Linked DNA regions of Ovis aries: region 1 is linked to region 2. A link is a contact called in public Hi-C data. All regions are on one chromosome and are shown on one strand. Each heading gives the region's core, a stretch centred on a gene start, on an enhancer-like site or on the middle of the called end of the contact. The rest is flanking DNA. Distances are from core to core; before and after follow the strand shown.

What was found. Hi-C and Micro-C count contacts between places; a contact is called where the count stands out from the background.
Region 1: a contact with region 2 is called in a Hi-C map of omental adipose tissue, with 2.6 times the contacts expected there. The contact joins the promoter of KCTD17 here to the enhancer-like site in region 2. A contact is called at or near these places in 8 of 16 Hi-C or Micro-C datasets (blood, hypothalamus, mesenteric adipose tissue and 4 more).

Annotation. Positions count from the first base shown.
Region 1 is chr3:181,100,359-181,106,462 of ARS-UI_Ramb_v3.0, reverse strand. It overlaps KCTD17 (potassium channel tetramerization domain containing 17), which reads right to left and starts at 3,350. Exons shown (of 7, transcript XM_060414171.1): 1 at 3,160-3,350; 2 at 1,863-1,971. The coding sequence starts at 3,333.
Region 2 is chr3:181,030,043-181,035,783 of ARS-UI_Ramb_v3.0, reverse strand. No RefSeq gene overlaps it. Among named protein-coding and RNA genes, the nearest start is that of TRNAG-UCC, 9.6 kb to the right of the region's middle. Within about 2 kb of position 1,938, at least 10 of the 54 cell types and tissues checked have an H3K27ac peak or open chromatin away from gene starts, as enhancers often do. A contact at or near this core is called in hypothalamus, where this site is marked.

The sequences.
Region 1 (6,104 bases), core at 2,101-4,600, 69 kb before region 2:
GGAAGCCAAGGGCCAGGCAAGGCAGTAGCTGTGCAACACCTCACACCCAGCATGGGGCAGAGCTGGGGTTCCCACTCAAGTGCCTCTGCCCTCCAATCCCACTAAGTGCATGATCTTTGTGCACTGACCAACCACACTTCACAGTCTGCAGAGCCTGTCCCGTGCTCATCACAAGCCCCAGGGCGTGCTTGTCCCCACGCAGGTAAGGGAGCCATCTTAGAGACTGAGCGAGTGCCTCTCTGGTGAGGGGGACAGCCCTCAGCCTTTGGACCCCCCTCAGCTCCTCAGGGCAGGTCCTTTGCACAACGGGCCTCTGGGCTCCTGCGGGACAGGACCCACATCTGATGTCCCTGGCTGTCCCCAGTGCTCACATCCACCTAACACAGAGGAGGTGGTCAGTGCGTGCTACTGCCAGGAATGCCCCCCGTGGGGCCCTACAGATGACAGACAGCAAACTCTGTATCACGGGTCCTTGGTGCCAGGCGTGGCACTAAGCGACACACTTGTATCCGCCCCTTTTATCTTCACAGCAGCTCAGCAAGGTGGGTGCTATTGTTACCCCATTCCACAGATGCAGGCATGGAGGCACAAGGGGATAAGTGACTTTCTAGGGTTCACACACTAGTCAGTTTCCTGCCAAAGCCCCTGGCCCCTTGGAGCAGGGCCCTAGTCCTGTCTGAAGGTGCTGGGAATGCCAGGGCTTTGACAAATCCAGAACCTGTAAACAGGTGTTAGCTGTGACGCTGGAGTGTTTAGCTCCCTTCCCCGTGGGAGCGGCTTTTGGGCCCAGGCCACGCCCATGGTGTCTGCTCTCCCAGGGGCCACCAGGAAAGCTGTGGGGCTCCCGGAGCCGATGCCTAGAGTGGGCTCTGATTCTGAAGCCCTGGTCCTCTGGAGAGCCACCTGGCCTCTAGACTACTGTGTCCCATAGGGGTCAGGAGGGAAGACTGTGGCCTGAGTGAGGAGGGAGGGGCTGTGTTAGATTCCTTCAGGGTACAAGCCCTGGGATTTGCGATGTCTGTTTTCCCAGAACACATCCCTAATGGAGATCGCCGCCCCACTTTATACACACAGTAGAGACTCAGAAAGGAAAAGTGACAAGTCCAAGCTGGCCTGGCTGGGTCAGCTGACCCAAAGCCACACCCTGTGCTCTAAGGAAAAGTGGGCTTGGCACCCACCTATAGTCCCTGCTCCAGGCTGCAGTTCTGCCAAGAAGCCATTCTCCCAGGCATGGCTTCCCTGCCATCTGCTGGGCCAGGAAGTGGACATTTACAGGGCCTCAGCTACCTGGCCTGGGAGGGACCACACGCCCGCTGGGGAGCAGCCTCCCCACTCCCCTTCCTCCACCCACAACCAGCACTGTGCAGCAGAGGCTGTCAGAGCTCGGGAAGAGCCACCCGTTCCACCTCCCTGCTGACTGTGAGCCCTCACCAGGCATCTGAGATACCCGATCACTCAAAGAAAGAAGCATACCTCTTCCCGTGGCCATTTCTACCCCCACCGGGCTCACCACTGGCTTCCCAGCAAGCCAGGGGAAAGGACATCCCTTGCCTCCGGCGGAGGCTACAGGCCTCACGGGCTTCCTCTCTCTTCTGCCTATGTTTCTGCCACTTCCCCAGAAGCACCACCCAGTAGAAGCACCCAGTGGAAGCGTGGGCCAGTCACCTTGGCCCTAGGCTCAGCCTGGGCAGAGGCTTTGGCATCCAGTCCTGTCTGGAACGAGAAGAAGCAGGAAACATGGAAGAAAACAGAGGTCTCCTCTGGATGGGAGAAATGGCTTTGGACCACCATGGAAGGCCCTGGCAGGCTAGAGAAGACAGGCGTAGGACGCAGGTCCTGGCCAGCCCCCTGGACCAACTTACCCTCCTCAGCCATGTCCTTGTCTAGCACCAGCTTGCCATGCCGGAGGAAGTTGAGGATGGGCCCAAAGTAGGTGGGGTCGCGGTCAATGAGGTAGGCCCCTGTCTCATCCTACAAAGGCAAGGGGCACAGGCAGTGAGAAAAGAGTGAGCCCCTCTTCCCTGCTGACCCTGCACATACCCCCACCCTTCAGTCCCAGTAAAGGACAGAGGGAGGGTGGGGGCGGGGGAATGCAGTGTTCGCTCCAAAACGGAGTGGTGTGATGGAGTAAAAGGACCTTCGGGTCAGATACAGCTAGGTTCAGATCCTGCCTCTGCCTTTTCCTGACTCTGTGACCTCGGGTCAGTGACTTGACCTCTCTGAGCCTTGCTCCTCTCCCCCACAACCGGGGAGAATTGTGAGCAGCCAGTGAAGTTTCAGTGGCACCCAGGCCAGTGTAGGGCTCAGGGATCATCCCTCTTAGAGGTTATTTCCTGAAGCCAGCCCTACACGGTCTCCAGCAGACCCCAGTTATTCTGCGGATGTTTACAAGTTTCCAAAGGAGCTGCTATCTCATTGGATACCCTCATTGGATACCGGGCAGGGAGGCTTGAGAGAGTTTCAGTGCAACTCTACAGAGAGAAGACAGGGACATCACCAGGTAAAGAGACTCACCCAAGGTCACAGCATCAGGTCAGGAAATGGGAGAGAAGGGGCCTTAGAGGTCATCGCAGGCCAGCCCCCTGGGGCTACAGACAGGAGGCTGAGCTGGAGCAGGGAAGGATCTGACCCAAGGTCATGCAGGCAGTTTGCAGCAGAACTGAGATGGGAACCCAGAAATGGTGCCCCAGGCCAGCATTCCTCCCCATGAAGCCCAGCTCAGAAGGAACCTGGGATTTCTCCACCCAGCTCCCTGTACCCCTAGGCCACCCACACCCCAAAGGGCAGGGAGAAGCAGACTCTATCTCCTGTGATGCAGGAGTCCAGTTTGGGCAGGAGGGAAGTCCCTTCGTGTCTGTCCTCCCCACAGCGCCAAAGAAATGGGAGAGACCTTATCCAATAGTCTCCTTGGTGGGGAGCCTAGGGTAGAGCTCAAAAGCTCCAAATGGCCCCAGCCTGGCGTTGTCCTGTTGCCAAGGCAATGGGCACATCCTCACTCTCTGATCCACTTCCTTCTCCCCTCCTTCGACCAGTTCTTCTTGCCTCCAGCTCTTCGGAAAGAAACCCAGCCGGGTTTCCAGCCCCGCGAGCAGGCCTGGCTGAATAGCCAGATTCCAGCGAGCGGGGATCCCCAACGGCCGCCCACCCCGTGGGCCTCACCCGGTCGGACTGCAGCTCTTCCCCCTGGCACAGGCGGCTGAGGAAGGACTTCTGCTCGCGGCACAGCGTCTGCCTGGTGGTCAGGAACACCGTGCCCCCCACGTTGAGCCGCACCCACTTGCCCCAGCCGCCCGCCCCCGCCGGCGGCGCTGCCTCACCGGCCTCCATCCTCATCGCTCTTCCCAGCGTCTGCATCCTCCGGGCAAGGAGGCTGGAGGTGGGCAGGTACCGAGCGCCGGGCATGCCGGGAGCTGTAGTCCCAGCCGCCAAGGGCGGATGCGGCGGGAGTGAGGATCTTGCCTTTCCCTAGCCCCGCCCTACTTTGTCCTTTCTGGGAGGTCTACAAACGAGGGTCTCTTAAAGATGCTCTTGGCCAAAGTGCTCTGTGTTCGGGGAAGGTCAAATTCGAGGTCACTGGGAAAATGATGAGGGATACCCCGAATCAGCAATCCTCCCGTTCTGCCTCCACATTGCTTTCCCTTTGTCCAGTCTGGGTTATCAAACAACTGACAAGAGAAGGAACTTTTCCCTCTCCCAATTTTATAGCAGCATTTACCTGTATCTGTTTTCTAATATTCTTTCATTCTGCTTTTGGCTGGCGGGGGCTGGGGAAGAAGGGAGCCGTGCTCTTTCCCCACGAAAACTCTCTTTGAGGACAACAGAGCTGGGCTTACAGTTGGCTCAGCACCTTCTATATTCCAGATGCTTTATGCATCTGTATTATTCATTGATGCTCTCAGTAGCCCTGTGAAGTTGGCGTTACTGTACCCATTTTACATAAGAGGACACAGAAGCAAAGTGACTTTCTGCATTCACACAGCTAGTGAGGGTCAGGCTGGCAGGAGCCCAGGTGGGTTTCAAGTGCATTTCCACCACCAAGGCCCGTTTCCTGCTCCGTGGGAAACATTTCTAGGGAGGAAGAGTGGAGAGGGTACCGGATGAATGTCTGGAGAGCTAGGTTTTCATTCTGGCTTTTGTAGGATGAAGTGCTGGGAGACTCTCAGTTTACTCATCTGTAATTCGGGAAGGGGAGGAGGGATTGGTTCTGTGGATGTACTTCTGAGCCAGATAACTTGGCGGGGGTGGGGGTGGGTTGCTGCTATTGTGGGTTCTGCAGGATGTGGGAAGGGGACAGCTCCTCATGTGGTTTGGGTCCTGGGAGAGAAAGGAGCAGAAGGGAAGTCACCCTCCTTTATTTATTTCATGTAGCTCGTGGGATCTTAGTTCCCTGACCAGGAATTGAATCCAAGCCCTTGGCAGTGAAAGCACCAAGTCCTAACCACTGGACCACCAGAGAATTCCTGAAAGCTGTCTTCTTTAACTTCCTTTCCTTCTCACTATTTCAGTCAGTGATCTCTGTGTCACACACTCAGGCCACACTCACTGGGCAGCCTGGCCCTGTGGTGGGGTGAGGAGGGGAAGGTTCTATTATCCCTCAGGTTCTGTCTCCGTAAACCTTTCCCCTTGGCAGGGAGTGGATCACAGCTGCTAGACTCCTGCTCCTGGGAATGTGTGTTCTCTTAAACACAAATTCGAGTGTGATCTTGAGCCACCTCCTTTCTGAATCTCAATTTTTCCTTTTGCGAAGTGGGAAGTGTCACTGAAGAACACTGTCATGAAGATTCGATTATGTTGGTAAAACAGCTGGCATAATCCATGGCTTGTAGTATACTGAATACATGAATGAATGAAACAGGATATAAGTTATGAACTGGCCTTGGATGAACAGCAGCACTCCAGGCAGCACTCCAGGCAGCACTCCAAGCGCTAGGTGAGTCCTCCACCATCGTCAGCTGAAACAAAACCAAAGCAGGGAATATGTCTTCTTCCACTTAAGGGTCATAGGCAGGGAGTAATGTGGTCAATGTGTAACTTGGGCCACTCTGGAGACTGCAGAGGAGACGCCTCAGAGCCCTGAGAGACCAGCCAGGAGGGCTCCTAGATGAGGGGTAGGGAAGCCCCAACCAAGGCAGCGTCAACCGGGAGTAGGCTTTAGTGGATACTTGGGAAACTGAAATGAAGCTTGAAGGGGCTGTGGGAAGAAAGGAGAAGGAAGGAGAAAGAGGAAGGAGGAGGGGCCATGCTGACAACCCTGGCTTCTGGCTTGAACCAGCAGTGTTTCCCTGAAGCAGGAGAAGATGGTCTGGGGAGGCATCAGGGGTGATGAGGTCAGTTTGGAGCCTGTATCTCCAGTGCCTGTGGGGCGAGAGACCATTGTCCTGCAGGTGTGATACTGAGCGGAGCAGCTTAGGCTGGAGAGGCCTGGTGGGCTGGCCTGAGCCTAGAGCAGGGAGGAGACCCCTTCAAAGAAAACCTGAAAAGTCCCAGAGCTAGAGACCCAGGAAGGCCCTCTCATGTGGTGGCCCCAGTGAATGAAGAGGACGGGACAAAGTCTGGAGGGCGAGGAGCCAGAGCCATACTCCAGAGACCAAGAAGGGGCCAGTTTGCATGGACAAGTTCACAGGAGGAATGAAAGCTGAGAAAGTGGAGCTGTAGCGTCCTGGAGCTGTGGCAACCCACGGCTCGCCTGAACCAACCTGCCCCTGCAGGTGTGACAGAGCCGAGGCCTGGAGGCAGAGAATAACTTGCACAGGGTCACTCAGCAAATGTGGAGCAGACCCCAGATTTCTTGGGCCGCCAGCCCTGACCCATCAGGGGTTGCCTCTCCCCTGCGAGGAGCACAGACCATGCTGCACACGCGGACAGCGTAGAGCTTTTAGACAAAAGAGGCATGTCATGGGACAAAATTCAGATCTCTCTTTCGGTGAGGTGAAATTCCTTACTACATTGAATTATTTCACAATAAAACTGATATTAGAAAGAAAGAAGGAAGGAAGGAAGGGCTTTCCTGGTGGCTCAGTGGTACAGAATTCCCCTGCCAATGCAGGAGGCATGGGTTTGACCCCTGGTCTGGGAGGATCCCACATGCCGCAGAGCAGCTAAGC
Region 2 (5,741 bases), core at 689-3,188:
TTTGATCTCTGGTTCCTCTGCCTTTTCTAAATCCAGCTTGAACACCTGGATTCAATAGTAGCTATTGAGTAGCTACTATCTGCTTTGTCTTCTCAAAGCCTGCCACTGTTTTATCAATTAAGTCTGGTGGTGGTTTAGTTGCTAAGTCATGTCCAACTCTTGCAAACCCATGGACTGTGGCCTGCTAGGCTCCTTCATCCTTGGGATTCTCCAGGCAAGTATACTAGAGTGGGTTGCCACTTCCTTATCCAAGGGATCTTCCCAACCCAGGAATTGAACTCATGCCTCTTGAATTGTAGGCAAATTCTTTACTGGTTGAGCTATGACTTTGGCCACCTGATGTGAAGAACTGACTCATTGGAAAAGACTCTGGTGCTAGGAAGGATTGAAGGCAGGAGGAGAAGGGGATGACAGAGGATGAGATGGTTGGATGGCATCACCAATTTGGTGGCCATGAGTTTGAGCAAGGTCTGGGAATTGGTGATGGACAGAGAAGCCTGACATGTTGCAGTCCATGGAGTTGGAAACAGTCAGACAGAACTGAGCGACTGAACTGAACTATCTGCTCATCACATATGGCAACTGAGAAAAAAATGAGCCATCTAGAGAATTGTAGCTAAAGTAGACCCCATCCTGTTCTGATGTAGAAATTATAATATGTCAGATGCTTATGGTTGTATGCCAGATGCTTTACACACACAGCCTTATTTCATCCTTATGCCATCCTCAATGCTATTATCATCCTCTTTATGAAGATGAGGAAACTGAGGCTTGGAGAGACCAAGGAAATTCTCTGTCAGGAAGCTGGGGTGGAAAATTCAGGAAAATCTGTCCAAAGTTGTTTTCTGATCTACCAGGCAATCATAGATACTGAGGGCCATAATCACTGGGCTCTGTAAGCCACCGCAGGGCACGATGGTATGAATTATACAGTTCTGTCCTTAAGGACATCACAGTCTGCAGAGAACTGATGTGGAGGGAGCTGGCCTTGAGACTCATCCACCCATCTGACAAACACATACTATGCCTCTACCCTCTGTCTAGTACTGAACAATAAACCAGAAGTTCAGAGATGAATAAAACATGGTGCCTGTCCTCAAGGAGTCCAGAGTCTGGTGGAGAGATGAATCAATCAAAGATCCTCATAAGTTTTACACATGCAGTGAGAAGGTTATATGGGGCCAGTGGAAGCACAGAGGTGAACTTGGGGTGGGAGAGAGGGCTGGGGGCTCATAGATGACCTCATAGAAAAGGAAGATCTTGAGGTGAACCTTGGGACATGAGTAGGTAGGTTCAGATGGCCTGGAAGAGATACAGCATTCCAGACTGAAGGTATTGTGTAAGCACAAACCTAGCATGCTTATTTGGGGAGCTGCTTATTCATTAATCTTGAAGGGTAGGACTCCAAGGTGGGGCACAAAGGTCAAGGGGAAAAGGTTCACAGGAAGAAAATCTATACTTGGATGGGACTGTGCCTTCTGAGGGTTTTGGATGTGAGATCCAACCCTTCCTCCAGGAACTTAGAGTCTGGCTGGAACACAAAGGGCTGATAATGACAGAAGCAACCACATAGCCAAGTTGAAAAGATGCTCAGTACCTCCACTAATTAGAGAGACCATTATACAAATTAAAATGATAAATTCATAGAGTTGGCAAACATTAAAATGCAAGTATAGGTGAGGAGAGAAATGAGAAGTCACATACACTCCATGAATCATGAGTCCAGAACAGCAAGGAGGAATTTAGCAAGGTTGAAATTAAATTTTACAACCCAGCACTTCAATTTCTGCATAGCTTAGAGACTGAAACATGCACACAAGGAACCTCATGCAAAGATATTCACTGCAGCATTGTTTGTAACAGCAAGACAACACACAGATCTGTTAGGCAGAGAATGGACAAGGCGGGTAATTTATGACAGTGGAAAGGGCCGAACCACATCTACATACACCAGCATGGAAAGATCTCGCGATATATCATAGTGGGTGGAAATGACAGTCTGCAGAATGAGCCTTACAGTATGAAATGTGCCATTTATGTAACCTTCAAAAAGCATACACCCAACAGCTTCATTGCTCATCAGAGCTGAGCAATTTTCCACCTTCACAGTATGGAAGGTGGATTGAAAAGATACTGCAGAAATTCAAGTTCACATTACATTTGTTTTGTTTCTATAACTGCTTTGTTTCCTGTAACTGCTGGCGAGAGCTGGCAAGATGCCCTCTGAGAGAGCTCAGATGCTCAGGAAGAGAGCCTCCGAGTAACAGAATGTGGGGAAGGTGATTTTAAGTTAAACGAGCAATTTCAATTTGAACAAAATGAACAAATGAACAAAGACATTTTATGTCTTTGCTTCAGTTAAAGATTTTATCTCCGGACATTAAGAGAAGCCCTTTTTAATTAAACATTGAATATTCTGGAGAGAGAGAAGCTGCAATCTTGGCAAAATAAAACATGCACAGCTTTTAAAACTTAAATGAGACCTTAATTTCACTGGTGCTGTTTCCAACAGCATTCCTTGTTCATTGTATTTCTGAGGTCATTAGATGGTGGTGGTGGTTTAGTCGCTAAGTTGTGTTCAACTCTTGCGACCTCATGGACTGTAGCCTGCCAGGCTCCTTTGTCCATGGGATTCTCCAGGCAAGAATACTGGAGTGGATTGCCATTACCTTCTCCAGGGGATCTTCCTGATCCAGGGATTGAACCCGGGTCTCCTGCATTGCAGGCAGATTCTTTACTGACTGAGTTACGAGAGAAGCCCATTAGATGTTAGACATGGTGATTCTTAAGTTTCTAGGAGGTACAGGGACCAGGTCTTCAGTAGCATTAGTGCATAGAATGGAAAAGTTATTCATCCTCCATTCTTGCAGGACTTCATTTACTCAAAGTGATTCAGATCTGTCTTCATATTTTCTGTGATATTCAAGTACCACCTGAGGGAGAAACCTATAACAACTTCCAGTGCTCTATCCTGGGACTCAGGCGACCGGCTGGACCTGGCTGTTATCCTAGTCCAGCTCGCTCCCTGGTGGTAGTGTCTCTAAATTACAGCAAAGTACTTAGACCTTAGAAATCCAGCATGTATGTGCTAAGGAGGGGATCCAGAGACCATTTAATTACACCTTTCTAACCATGTATTTCCTGCTCTTCATTCATAGCTCCGTTTTAGAGCTGTGGAAGCTAAGGCCCAATTGAGTGAATTTCTGTTTAACCTGAAAGTGAGCAGTACACATAGTCAGCTTTGAAACCCAAAGTGTCAGTGACAGTCCAGAGTGGCTGGAAGAGGCTTTCTGCCTTCTCCCTCTGGGAATCATTGTCTCCGTGGTAAATGGGAGCTAGCAGGAACTGTAATAAATCCAAGCTTCCCCCGTGGCTCAGCGGTAACGAATCTGCCTCTAATGCAGGAGCTGCAGGAGACCTAGGTTTGATCCCTGGGTCAGGAAGAGCCCCTGGAGAAAGAAATGGCAACCCACTCCAGTATTCTTGCCTGGAGAGGCCCATGGACAGAGGAGCCCGGCAGACTACAGTCTGTGGGGTCACAAAGAGTCAGACACGACTGAAGTGAGAGCACGCACGCACGCATGCACGCCTGCATGCAGGAAGCCCAGAGGAAGTCCAAGAGGCAACAAGAGACTCTGCAGCTGTAAGTGACTCTCTAGCTGGGCTCTAGTCCCTGAGAAGATCACCTTGCTTATCAGAGACTCATTCTCCTTTACCTCAGGGCAAATAACACCAGTCTCAGGACTGTCTGAGAAAACGCATGTCCAGGATCAGGCATAGCACATAGCCCTCTTTCAGGCATGTAATAAATGCTTATTCTTTTCTTCCAGGCCAAGGTTTCCCAACTGTGTTTCAAGAAACACTGGGACATATTAATAAGTATGATGTAAAGAATTGTCTCATTGTCAAATGGATGATGTTGATTTAATTTTCTCTTTGTGCAAGATTTCTTAGGACCTGGAATATGTAAAGATTCATTGTGCCACTGCAAATTATTGCCTAGTCTTCACTGTTTTCCATTGTGCCTAGCACAGACAGAGAAAGCCACCAGTAGCTGTAAGAATAAAACTGATTTTATTAAAATTGCAGGTTCAGAAGCTTGGGGAATCATCTGGGGGAGAGGAGCCTTGTTTTTTTTGGCAGGGGGAGAGTGGTGGTGGACGGACTCATGTGTCATCCAGGATGCTCTGTATCAAGGCCAAAGGGCCTGGCCTCCTCCCTCTGGCCAAGCATGCAGGCATCTCATCTGGGAAGCTTATAAGTAATAAGAGAAGGCATGAGCCTGTCCTTAGGACAAGGGGGTGAGTTTCATGGTGATCCTGTGTGAATTAGGCCACGTGAGGGGTAACCCAGCCTCTTCTCCCATTCTTGTGCTGCTGGCTTCCCTGGATTATAAGCTAGAGGGTGACTTGCTCCAGGTAGTGGCCAGAAGGCAGGCCTGGATCTCCCCCATTCCTAATCTCTTTCCGGTGGACTTGCATTTACCAAGCACCTAGTATGTACTGGGTGTTTGGCACCATGGAAGAGACAGAGATGAGTTGTCCTTATGTTCAGAGGGCTCCCAGGCTACAGGGTGATGATAACAGAGGACAGAGGGAATTCCTTGATGTCTAGTGGTTAAGACTCTGCCTTGCAGTGCTGGGGATGTAAGTTTGATCCTCATCAGGGAACTAAGACCCCACATGCCATGGAGCAACCATGCCTGTGTAACTGAGAGTCTGCGCACTGCAATGAAAGATCCTGCATAATGCAACAAAGATTCTGTATGCTGCAACAAGACCTGACACAGCCCAATAAAATTAAATAAATATTTTTAAAAATAATGGAAGACAGAGATAAGCAGAATACTAAGGAGTGTAGAGGGTAAGCCCTGAAGTTTGCTTTTTTCTTCTTTGCAATGCAAGGGCCTGATTTAAGCTTTCATTACAGAGGCATCCACTTGAAAGATGGAGACCACAAAGAAGCACCTTGCACAGCCACAGGGCTAAGAAAAGAGTCATGCCACCTCCCACCCCATGCCCCTACGCCTCCACTGAGTTTCCTCAGTTATAGAGATCTTGGTTGATCTCAATCAATGACTATTTGGGTCACTTGTTCTCACACTTTAAATTTCCCTGCTTATGTTTTAAATTCACCAATAAACAGTGCCAAGTTAAAAAAAAAAAACCAAAAACACAATATGAGAGTTGTGAACTAAGTTTTATTTGGGGCAAAACGAGGACTATAGCCCAGGAGATAGCATCTCAGATAGCTCTGAGAAACTGCTCCAAAGAGGTAAGGGAAGGTCAGTATATATGTGATTTTGGTAAAGGGGGAGTACAGGCGATCAAACACACATTTTTTACAGAAGGTTGCTGCTACTCATGGTAGCTCAGCTGGTAAAGAATGTGCCTGCAATGTAGGAGACCCCGGTTCGATTTCTCGGTTGGGAAGATCCCCTGGAATAGGAGATGGCAGCTCACTCTGGTATTCTTGTCTGGAGAATCCCTGTGGACAGAGGAGCCTGATGGGCTGCAGCCCGTGGGGTCACAGAGCGTCGGACACGACTGAGGGACTAAGCGCAGTACAGCACAGTACTGCTAGTCACGAGGAGAATACGCGCCACCGAGACGTCCCCACGAGGAGGCGCCAGAGTCAGGCTCATACACTGGCTCCTGAAGATACCTGTCTGAAGCCCTGTTCTGCCAGTTTTCCCAGAGCTCAGAGTGCCTCATTTCTGTGCTCTGCCCTGAACTCCTTTC